Regions from separate parts of the Mus musculus genome. Here region 2 is linked to region 1. A link is a contact called in public promoter capture Hi-C data. All regions are on one chromosome and are shown on one strand. The core of a region is the stretch at or near the end of the contact, and the rest is flanking DNA. Distances in the headings are between cores, read along the strand shown.

Region 1 (5,776 bases), core at 1,949-4,448:
AGTCCTTAGCATCTTCACCTCTTTCCTACTTGCCATGTTGCCCTGGTAACACATCAGGAAACATGAGAATACAAATGTTCCTTGCCTTCTCCAGGACCTCACATCTCTGCTGCATGACTTTGGAGAGACTCCTTACTTTTGGGGGGGTGGAGCTGTTACGAGGATTGGGAAAGGGTTTAACGGGGTCCATCACAGAGGAAGTGTCACATTGGTGCTGCTGCTGTGTGTATATGTATGGTGAATATATGTGTGCATGTACATGTATGTGTATGGGTGTGCTGGCCTGCGATTTGCATATGGAGGGCAGAAATCTATGTCAGGTTCTTCCTTCATCCTGCACTACCTTATTGTTTTGCAACAAGATCTTACTCTTTATCGCTGGCTTACCTTGAACTCACAGGCAGATCTGCCTACCTCTGCCTCCTCAGTACTGGGATTAAAAGTTCATGTCATCTATGATAAGTTATTTCTCCAAGACAGATTAAAGTATACAAAATGCAGGATTATTGGGAAACCACTCTTGGGCGGGCAAGTTCACTGGCCCCAAGAAACAAGGCCAGGGAAGGCACCATGGGGAGGGAGGTGGTCGGGAGGGGGAATAGAGAGAAAGAGCACACACAGAGGGAGAAAGGAGAGAAGGAAAGGAGGGGGGAGGAGACCAAAATGTCTGATTATATAGGGAAGAGCCTCTGTGGGAAGTGCAGCCCAGCCCCTAGGCTGGAAAATTCAGGGTAGAGGGCAGGGTATGTCAGGTAGGGACTGAGGGATGCAGGGAGAACCTGGAGGCCAGGTCTGCTTTGGTATGTAAAATATGTACCTCAGCCCCTTGGGTCTGAAACCCAACTTCCTATACCTTGATCCACCCTGTTTATTTTTTTAAATTTATCTATTTTATTTATATGAATATAATGTAGTTGTCTTCAGACACACCAGAAGAGGGCATCAGATCCCATTACAGATGGTTGAGAGCCACCATGTGGTTGCTGGGAATTGAACTCAGGACCCCTGGAAGAGCAGTCAGTCCTCTTACCCACTGAGCCAGCCCATCCACCCTGTTTTTTGACCCAGCGTCTCTCATAGAATTCGTCTTCTCTCTGTATAGTCCTGGCTGTCTTGGAGCTTGCTATGTAGAGTAGATTGGCCTTGAACTCCCAGAGATCCTCCTGCCTCTGCCTTCTGAGTGCTGGGATTATAGGTATATACCACCATAGGCCTTTCTAACTGAATTTGGAGTTTGCCATTTGGCTAGGCTGGCTAGTCACCAAGCCCCAGAGATCCTCCTGCCTTTCACACAGCATTGGGAATATCTCTCCAATACACAGCTAGCTGTACCTGGCTTTTACATGCTGTGGATCAGAGAGGTCCCTATGCTTGGACAGCAAGCACTTTACCCACAGTGCACTTCCCTAGGCCCAATATGTATGCTTTAAAAAATTCCCCGGTGTGTGTGTGTGTACATGTGTTTTATGTCTGTTCCCATGCAGGAAGGCATGTATGTGGGAAACTGAGGGTAACCTCAGGTATTGTTTCTCTGACATTAAAATAAAACTGTCTGGGACACACAAATAGCTTTCTGAGGCCCTCCCTAGTTACCCTGTAGTCCAGCACACAGTAGGCTCACTGCAGTTTGCTGCTCACACACAATTTAGGCTGGCCACAGTGGCCTCTGTGGATACCTAGGTGCTGACAATGGGCGCATGGTCTGCTCCATCCCCACCTTCAGCTATCTGGTCAAGCGTTAGTTTCTGAGTTAAAGCCCCCTTGGACCATCCTCCAAAATACCACCACAGGGCTCGTCTGTCTACCTGCTCTATCCACTGTTTTTCCACATCTCACCCCCAATACTTTATTAGATAGGGTACCTGGTCTCTGACCAGGTTTCAAGCTTGAAGGGGCCTTAACTCAGGACAGGGGTACTTACCCAGGCTGTAAGAGGCTCTATTCCTGGAGGTGAAATCTTACCCACAAGCCATATGCCATCATGGGCTATTTTGCTCAAAGCTGTAATTTCTCCAGCCTGCTTCCTACACAGTGCTTGGCCAATAGCTACATGATAAATACTTCCGGTGTAATGACCTTCTAAGTGCCACTCCCTTCTCTGAACTCCTGTAATATTGGTCTATGTCATTCTTGAGAGACTTACCTGGACGCTTTCTTTGCTGGTGGCTGTCCCTGCAAGCTTTCACTTGACTATAAGCTCAGAGGCCTAGGGCACAGTTTCCCCTCAGATGTTTTCTGATCTCTTCTCAGGACCTGATATGACTCTAAACGGAGGGTGAGCAAGCCGTGTAGGGGGTTGTTATAAACAAAACGTGCAATTCTAGGGCTCCTGAGTTCTAGATAACAAAACAAAATTCACTCTTTTGAACAGCAAATTTCTGGTTGGGGCTGCAGTTAAGTGGAAGAGCTTAGCCTAGCCTGCCTGAGGCTCTACGTTCAATCTTCAGACCTGAAAACAAAGAGGGATTTCTGAGTCACTATATGATTCGAGAGAGATACTCATTTAGGGAAACGGGCTGATTCTCTGTACATAATGTAAAAAAGTATATGAAACAGCATTTATTGAACCCAAATGTTCTAGTCTTCTTACCCGGGTCTTTCCCACAACTACTCTGGTAGCTATGAAGTGCAGGCAGGGATCCTTATGGCTTATTCACTTGTCATCTTTTGGTACCTAAAAGCTGCCCGCCTGGTCCTGATAGCAGGTGTTCAGCAACAGGGGCGGCAGAGCCGGCTTCCCCATGCAGGTTCCGCTCGCTCTGTAGGGGCCGGGCCTCGTCCGGCGCACCAGTTCCGGGTCCGGGTGGGTTGCGGAGGGCCGGTCCCCTCCTAGTTTCGGCGCCTTCCGCATCCTCCGCCCAGGGGAACCAGTGAACCGCTCCACCCTCAGCTAGCCCGCGTCCTGCAGCTGCGAGAAGCGAGGCTGACAGTCAGAGGAGGGACGCAAGTAGACCCAGTCCCTCCGGAACGCCACAGCCCTGGCCGCGCAGGAGCGTTGCGCCTGGCCCGCCCCTCCTGAGACAGGACACGCCCACTCGACCACAGGGCCTGCCCCCGTCCCCGCCCCCCGCGCGGCGCTCCATACTTGGCGATCGCTGCGGCCCCGCGCTCTCATTGGTCGGGAGCTGGCGGCTGGGGGGCGGGTCGGGCTGGCCGGGGCGGGGAAGGAAGGTGGTGGCTGCCCGGCGCGGGGGGGTGGGGGGGGGAGGGGGGCGCTGACCCGGATGTTCACTCTTGGGCACCCGGGGAAGTGGAAGCGCAGGGCCCTGCTGCGGGGGGGAGAGCCACAGACGCCGGGACAGGGACCGTCGCCGCCGCCGCCACCATGGTAAAGGGACCCCTTCACGGCTCCATCCCGGGACCCCTCTCACCGCCGGAGCTCGCGTCCACTCCTTCGCCGACCCGCCCGGCCCGGGAAGGGTGGGGATCCGGGGTGGGGGAGGGGCGGGGTCCCGGACCCTAGGCAGACGCCACTCTTCGGGTCCGGAGTGGGCGGCGGGAGGCCCTGATAGCCTATGACCCCGCCCTGGGCTCCATGTGGAGCCCAGTTCTTCTCCCTGCAAGTCCAGGCTAGTCTCGCCTATCCCAGGCTAGACCTTCCTTCCTTCAGGGGCCAGGCCGGGCACCCCTCTCGCAGGCCTTCATCCCATGGGCTGTACTTGGGCTCCTGCCTCGGCCCCAGGGCCCAGGCTAGGACCGTGGTTCTCGCTCCAGTGGTCCAGTCTAGGTCCCCTTCCCCCAAACTCTTCTCCTCTCCATGGCCCCAGTCTGCACCCCGATAAGCCCTTTCCAGTGAACTCTGCCTAGGTTTGTTTCCTTCACCGTCATGGAATCTTCTCTCTGCGGTCGGTCCTCAAGTGTGGCCTCTCTACTCCAGCTGTGTTCCCCCCCTCCCTGCACCTCCCTGTCCCCGGCCCTAGCCGTCCCCTTCCCCCGACTTCTCACGACTTAGCCTAGCCTGCGTCAGCCCTTCGCTGCTCTCACCCTCCCATCTAGACCCTGCTTGTTCCGTGTCCTGCTCCTGACCCAGGTGTCCCCTCTCCTGTTCCTAGGAGGCTCTTTCTGGGCAGCCTCTGGCGAGCGGGGGAGAGCCCCAGCCAGGGTGGGGGTGGTCTGGGTACTGAGCCTTTCCTAGGTTTGCCCCTTTCTGGGGAGGCCGCTTCGGTGTGAGTGAGCAGGCGAGCGAGGGAGAGAAGGGCGGCATCTGTATGCCCGGAAGGCAGAACAGGGCATTTCCCTTGGGAGGGCCTAGTGGTAGTGCGGCTAATAGAGCGCGTCTTGAGGGGTGCCCTGCCTGAGTGGGGAGCAGAGTGCTGACGGGTTGGTAAGCCAACTGGACAGGGGTGAACTCACAATTGCTCTTGTGAGGCCGCAGCCCTGGGGCTAGGGGGACACGGAGCTCAGCAGCCCAACCTACGGCCTGGACACGATGCATCCTAGCAGGCGCAGCCTTCCTTTCCCCCTGAACTGTCAGCTTGTTAGAGTTGGGACTGCTGATTATGGAGGTGCCTCGGAGCAGGTGAGCAGAAACTCACAGGCCGGAGAGCTCCCGGACTCCACTCATGGTGTTTGTTTTGGTAATGAAGACAGGCACACTATGCTAGCAACTTATTTGAGGAGCCTTAGATGTGTCACTTCCCTCCTCCCCCATACCCCTGCACCCCCTAATCTACCTGGATACCTGCAGAGCAGGCCCACCATCTTTGGTGGTGGAAGGGCCAGAGAACTACCTCACATGGTCAAGGAAGCCTTGTAAGGTAGGCTGAGAGGGAAGGCAACCCACCTGCTCCGTGTAGCCTTACAGGTGGCTCCCCTCCTGCCTGGTCGATATTTAGGAGGGGATTTTGGACCCTAGATGGTTTTGAGGTACCCTGTGCCTTGTTTTAGCAAGGGTGCAGCAACTGTATTGGGGATGACTAAGTCTGATTGGCTAGTAAACTTTCTATATATTGATTAAAAGCATAGGCAAGACAGGTTTTCATGTTATTGCTCTTGGCTGGAAACGGGCCTGGGGGTCTGAACCCCTGACCTTAGTCTGCAGGGGGAAAGGACTTGTCCAGGACAGTTTTGGGTGAGATTCTTCAAAGTAGACTGAAGTTTTCTGTGTGTACTCCCAGCACCAAAGCAGGAGAGGGTGGTGGAGTGGCCAGATGGGACTTAGTCTCCACAGAATCATCTAGGCTTTCGCTTTGTCCATCTGACAGGTGAAGAAAAGCTGGGGCATTCATTGTAACTCATTCAAAATGTTGTTGCATCTGTGTGGAGAGCACTCTTGGCCAGTGGGAGCCTGCCTAGCAGCCTCCAGACTGCGGTCTTCCTTGTCTGCTGTTGTGTGTCTGATATAATGACACTGTTGAAGAACCATAATGATGGGATGGATGCTCAGGCCCAGCCAGGGAGAGCAAGTGCTTACCTCTGCAGACTCTGGGTGGCTCTCCTGTTAGGAAATGGCCATTTTGAGACAGGAGCATAGCCTATGGGCCTGATCCCCGAGCTCTTAGGGGACAGAGATGTTGGTCTTGTGTTTTCTGCCCCTGTCTATCTGGTCCTAGAACAGTACCTAACTCTGAAAGATCTGTCGTGGAAGGCTGGGCGTGGTGCCACATACCTGCAGTCTCAGCTGTTTAAGGCATTCAAGGCCAGCTTGGGCAACAGTGAGGGTGAGACAGGAGATTGCTTAGTGTGATCTGGGATGGTCTGTGAGCGCAGCCACCCAGGTTTGACACTCGTTAACTTGTTCTTCATGTACCCCAACCTCCTAAATGTTTTCTGACTG
Region 2 (5,776 bases), core at 1,729-4,228, 2.3 Mb after region 1:
ACCTACTGCAAAAGCCTAACCACTGTTAAAAGAACATTCGTCTTTGAAGCATTTTATGTAATGTATTCCCAGTGTACACCTCTTAATCCTGTAGAACAGTTATTAGTTAATGTTGTAATCAGCTAGGGAAAAGGGTAGGAAAAGGCACTCTGGTTCGGTTTAACATAGGCATCTCGGAGTTCTTCTGTTTCTGAGGTCTACAGGGCAGAGTCTGAACGCCATTAAGTTTCCTTGTCATCTTAGTGCCTTTCCATCCCTTTCGTTTAAATGATTCAAATTCTCTTTTTCCTTCCTGGCGGCGATCACAACAAAACACATTCCACTATATGGAGAAAGAGATCTATACTTAGCTCCACAACTGAACCGGCAAGAACATTTTTGTAGGCATAAAGATAAGCAACAAACCAGAAACAGTGAGTACCTGTTTGGGGGGGGGGGTGAGAACTGGGAATTCCTGGGTCAAGGGTGAAGGGGAGATTACTTTCTGTTACCTTCTCATGCTCTGCTCCCATTAAAGGTGTACTAACCAAATAAAATCCATTCGTCTCAAAGTGAGAACTGTCGCTTTTACGATACAGGAGTTTTGGGGACACACATCTGCAGAGGCTTCAAATAATCTTTTTACCAAGAGCATCTGATAAAGCGCTGCTGTAAACGCGGGGTCAGCAGTGTGCCGGTGAGCCTTCGTCTAGCGCCGCGTTCCTCGGGCTCTCCGGGCAGCCCTCCTGCGAGCCTCCTCCCGCCCTCCCTGCCGTGCATTCGGAGCGGCTCCGCAGATTCCCACATAAAGTGGGTCCTGGCCGCCATCTTAGAGAGTCATTCACACCAGCCGGACCGCGGCACCACGCTTCCAAGCCTCCCAGGACTGCGCCCAACCTCCTCCCTCGCTGCTCTCCCTCTCCCTCGGCTTGCACAGGGGGTCAAACTCCAGGTCTGAGGCAAGCCGTGCCTCTGAAATCTGCATGATGTAAAATGTCAAGTCTGACCACCCAACACAGGAGCAGAGCGAATGAGGCGATGCACGTGTTTGCACGTCGGGTGCGTATCAATTTCCCATGCAGAGACCCATGGAAGAGCCACTGGGCGATTTAAAGGAGGTACAGCGCAGAGGGGTTTCCACTCCAGAACCTAAGAAAGCGGAGTGCTATCTTCTCCACGCTGAGGACCTGCTACTAGAGGGCAGAGACCCGAGCCGAGGGGTGGAGCAGCACGGGCAGAGAAAGTTCCCATCTGCTGGCGCTCCAGCTGCTGCAGTCCCCTTTCATCCCCGGGCACCCCGGCCAACACTCCATCTCCGGACCTCCCCCTCTCCCGTGTCTCAGACACAACGTAGTAAACACCCGGAGTCCCAGGCAGCGCGCACCTCCCCCAGGCCTGCGGAGGACATCCCGGCAGGTTATGAATGGCCTCACTATACCCAGCTCCTTTTCACACGCGGGCACGCGCACACGCGCGCCCCGGAGGCGAAGATTTAATACCCCCGGTCAGAGCAACGGCCAACAGAATCAATGGCCCTCCATCAGAGAGAGAGAAAGGAAGGCGCTCACGCTTCCCAGGCCTCACCAAAGAGGTTCTAGACCGGGCGACACAACCCATTTTCCCAGGTTGACTCTAATGTGAGGACGTTCCTTCTCCTAATTATATTCCCTGCACCGACTGGATAGTGGGAATTCAGAGTACGCCCAACTTGGAACCTTCCAGGGTATTGGATATCAGGAGAAGTGAATTTCCACAGGCGATCGCAGATTTGCTACGTTCTTTCTCAATGTGCGGAAAGTATGAATAAATTCTCATTGTAAGTGGGGTTGCATGCTGAGGCCTCTACCAGTTACCCGGACACGCGTTTCTGGGAGCAAATAAGCGCTAAATGCTACCAACGGGTATGAAAAGCAGCATTTACTTCTTTTCCTTCCACAAGCAAAAAGTATTTAGAGAAACCGAAAAGTCATACCTAATCGCTAAAATTTTGCACTTTTTGGCTACTTCACTAACGAATTCGAGGTGAAGGGTCTATTGTAAAAAAAAAAAAAACAACAAACAAACAAAAACAAAAAAAAAAAACGCTCGGTCACCAGCGCGGCGCGGGAATGCATCCGCAGCGCCAAGCTTGGCGTTCGCGCTCCCTTCCCCGCGAGCTCCGGGACACGGGCAGCCCATTTAGCCGCCGCCGAGCGCCAGGCAGCCCGCTCCGCCCAGCCGCGCAGAGAGCTGAAGCATCCGCCGCTGCACGAATCTCCGGAGAGCGGCCACTGCTCCGGGTGCCTGCCACCTCCCGGTGCCGCACGATGCCAAGCGCGGCTGCGGCGTCCGCACAGCCCGGGCTCTGCGGGCGCTCGGGGCCCCGGCCAGTCGCGCTGGACTGCGAGGCGGCGCGCAAAAAGGCGATCCCGCAGCCCCCCAGCGCTCCCGCTCCTTCGGTGGCCGCACAGCAGCCGCCCGCCCAGAGCGCCGGAGCCAGCCGCGCGTCGCCGCTCTGCCGGTGGCCAGCAACGGGCCGGAGAGGCGCCCGAGGTGCCAGCGCGGCTCCGGGCCTCGTGTCACTCACCGTTTGAAATGCTCGATGATCTTCTCTTCCCGCACGTTCTCCGGTAAGTTTCCCACCCAGAGGTGCCTGGTTTCCCGGACCATGCTGGGCGGTGTGCCGGCGACCGCGGTGGCTGGCTCCCCCTCGCCGGCTTCGTACGCGGCCGTCAGCGCAGGGAGGCGGGCGCCGGGGCGGCGGCGGCGGCGGCTGCGGCGGTGGCGTCGGCAGCGGCGGCGGCTCCTCCGGCTCCCCCCGGTGCAGAGACCATCCCTCTCCCCCAGGTTCTGACTCTCGGGCCTCGCAGCTCCGCTCTGCCGCCACCAAACACCCGAAGCCGACCCTCGCGCTCCGGCGGCGCATGCGCGCGGGCGGCGGCGGGCGGGGGAGCGGGAGGAGGGGCGAGCGAGACCCGGGCGGCCGCGACTACGACGGAGCCGGCGCTGTGGCTGCCGGACGCTTCCCACCGGCGCGCGCGGCCCGCCTCCCGCCGCCTGGCCACCGCCCCCTGGCCGCGGGCGCGCGCGCGTCCTCCCGCCCCGACGCGGAGGGCCTCCCAGCCGGCGCGCAGGCGCGCGGAGCTCGGAAGGGGGAGGAATGCGGAGCCGGGAAGCGGCGCCCGCGCAGTCAGCTTAGTGCGCAGGCGCGCCGGAGGCCGGGAGGCCGGCCGCCGGAGGCGTCGGGGTGGGGGAGGATGGGGCCGCTTCTGCCTGCGGTCAGGCGTTGCTCTGGGGAAACACAAGAGAACCCGGTTAGTTTCCACGCCAAGAGGTTTCTAGAGGCCAAAGTCCCTATGCCTGTCTGCCCTACGGCCCGCCCCTGACCATTTCCGGACGCCTAGATTCCCCGCCTGCTTGGGAAAGTGGTCGGGACCAGGCCACCCTTTTCACCGCCCAGACAAGGGACCAGCGCTGCAGAGAAACCCATCCCTCCCAAGAATCATTGGCTTGTAACATTAAGCAACTTTTTATATAGGAGCTTGCGAAACCTTCTGCAAGATGTCTTTGCTCATGATTACAGTACACACAAGAATTAAAGCTGAAAGGATACAGACATTCCATACTGTTTCCCCTCGGAAGGTTTGGAATAGTTGGTTTTTTAAACAGAGAGTATTAGACCTCCGGCCCTTCCAGACTTTTGAAACTGGCAGTTGACCTTTCATGTAAGGCCGGCTTTCAGAAAGATAAAACCGCAAAAGGCCACTGTGGAGTAACAGAAAAAAAAAATCTTAACTCATTAAAACCGTCAGCAACTCATACTTTAATTTTTCATACACAAAAATAAAATGGTGCTTCGGGTACAGCCTACACTTTTTGTTTCGTTGTGCCCTTAGGGTCTACAAAGTGTGCAGTACACACAAATTAGGGTTCTACCTAAGGACCTCGCCCGCGTCCAACAAGGTGTGTTAATATATCACTAGGCTACATTCCCAGTTCTTGGTAGTGTTTTCTTTGTTTGGCTTAATTTGAAAGGGTCTTCCAGAGCCACTGTTTATATTTTTGAGAAAGGGTCTTATATAGCTCAGGCTAGTCTCACACTTCTAGTTTTGTGCCCACCTCTCAGGACTGAGACTGTAGACCTCGGCTACCATATAACTTCACCAACCGAACAGGCAGTATTTTGAATTGGAAAAAAATCATAAATAATAGCAATAATATTTGGGGTCACATAATTGTTTCTTTTGTTCCATAAAAAGTACTAGGGTTTATTTTTTATTATTTGTTCATTTTAGTCTGCCATATAGCCTAAGTTTATATGTATATAATATATCTTGATATATATATGTGTGTGTGTGTGTCTGTATATATGTATATATATATATATATATATCTTGATATATATGTGTGTGTGTGTCTGTATATATGTATATATATATATACATATATATCTTGAGATATGTGTGTGTGTGTGTGTGTGTGTGTGTGTGTGTGTAGTTGAAGCTGGAGTTAGGGATGGTTATGAGCATCATGTGCTAGCAACCAAACCTAGATCCCCTGCAAGAGGCATAGTGTCCTCAAGCATTGAGACACCCTCCCACCCTCTTCTTCATTTTGAGACTGGGTCTCACTATGTAGCCCAGGCAGTCTTCTTGCCTCGTCTCCTTAAAACTAGATTTTTAAACAATAATTTATTTCATGTGCATTGGCATTTTGCCTGAATGTGTCTGTATGAGGGTGTCAGATCCCTTGGAACCAGAGGTATAGACACTTGTGAACTGCCATTTAGATGCTGGGAACTGAACTCAGGACCTCTGGAAGAGCAGACAGTGCTATTAATTCCTGAGCATGAGCCATCTCTCCAACCCTAAAACTATATATTTATATTTTTATTATTTTTTTTTTTTTACAAAATATCCTCCTAGATTAGCCAGAGGGTTTGTTAATAGTAGTACTGTTGCCAGTCCTGGTGGCAAGGTCCTTAATCCTAACACTTAGGGGACAGAGGCAGGACTATCTCTGTGAGCTCTAGAACAGTCATAGCTATATAGAGACAACCCTGTCTTTAAAAAAAAAAAAAAAATCTGTCCATCAGAAAACTCAGCAGGTAAAGGTGGCTTGCCACCAAACCCCAAACCTTACACACGGTAGGAGGAGAGAAGCCCCCACAGGAATGCAGTGACACCCACCCACCCTGGGAAATGATCGGGAAGCAACAAAACACGGAGATGAGTGGGCTGAGGAATCCCTGCCTTGGGGCTTTCTGCTTTCTATTGCTAGTGCAAATGCTGTGGATAACAAGGCAAGGGACAAGCAAGGATTTTTGCATAGCCCCAAATCGAGAGTTTCTTTTTCTCAGTGCTTTGCATTTTTTGCTGGCAACACATCAGGAAACACTGGTGAAGTTGTTTTCCCGTTTCCATCTGTGTTACAAAATACTTAAGGGGGATTTCTTCATGAACCTGTATCGTTGTAAGTTTCCATAGAAGGGAAGAACAAAACAAAGAAGAGCTGACAGAAAGATAATCTAATCTTCTGATTTTTAAAAAAGAAGCTTAGGTCAGGGATAGAAAGATGACTCAGCACCAAAGAGTGATTTACTGTTCTTTCAGAAATCTAAGATGGATTCCAGCACTAGTGTATGGCTCACAGTCAACCACCTGTAAGTCTAACTCTTCAGGTATCCCAGGCCTCTGGCATCTAAGAGCATCTGCATTCTCCTGCACAAACACAAAGAGGAAAAGCACACACACACACACACACACACACACACACACACACACACACACACAATTAGAAATAAAAACAGAGATGAGCA

Evidence for each region. Promoter capture Hi-C pulls out the DNA fragments that hold promoters and counts their contacts.
Region 2: a contact with region 1 is called in a promoter capture Hi-C map of pre-B cells, with 4 times the contacts expected there. The contact joins the promoter of Spen here to the promoter of Capzb in region 1.

The regions. Positions count from the first base shown.
Region 1 is chr4:139,189,701-139,195,476 of GRCm38.p6, forward strand. Capzb (capping protein (actin filament) muscle Z-line, beta) reads left to right here and starts at 3,199. Exons shown (of 9, transcript NM_009798.4): 1 at 3,199-3,328. The coding sequence starts at 3,326.
Region 2 is chr4:141,535,619-141,541,394 of GRCm38.p6, forward strand. It overlaps Spen (spen family transcription repressor), which reads right to left and starts at 2,979. Exons shown (of 16, transcript NM_019763.2): 1 at 2,546-2,979. The coding sequence starts at 2,628. Gm4123 (predicted gene 4123) reads left to right here. Exons shown (of 2, transcript NR_166589.1): 1 at 1-413; 2 at 579-1,799.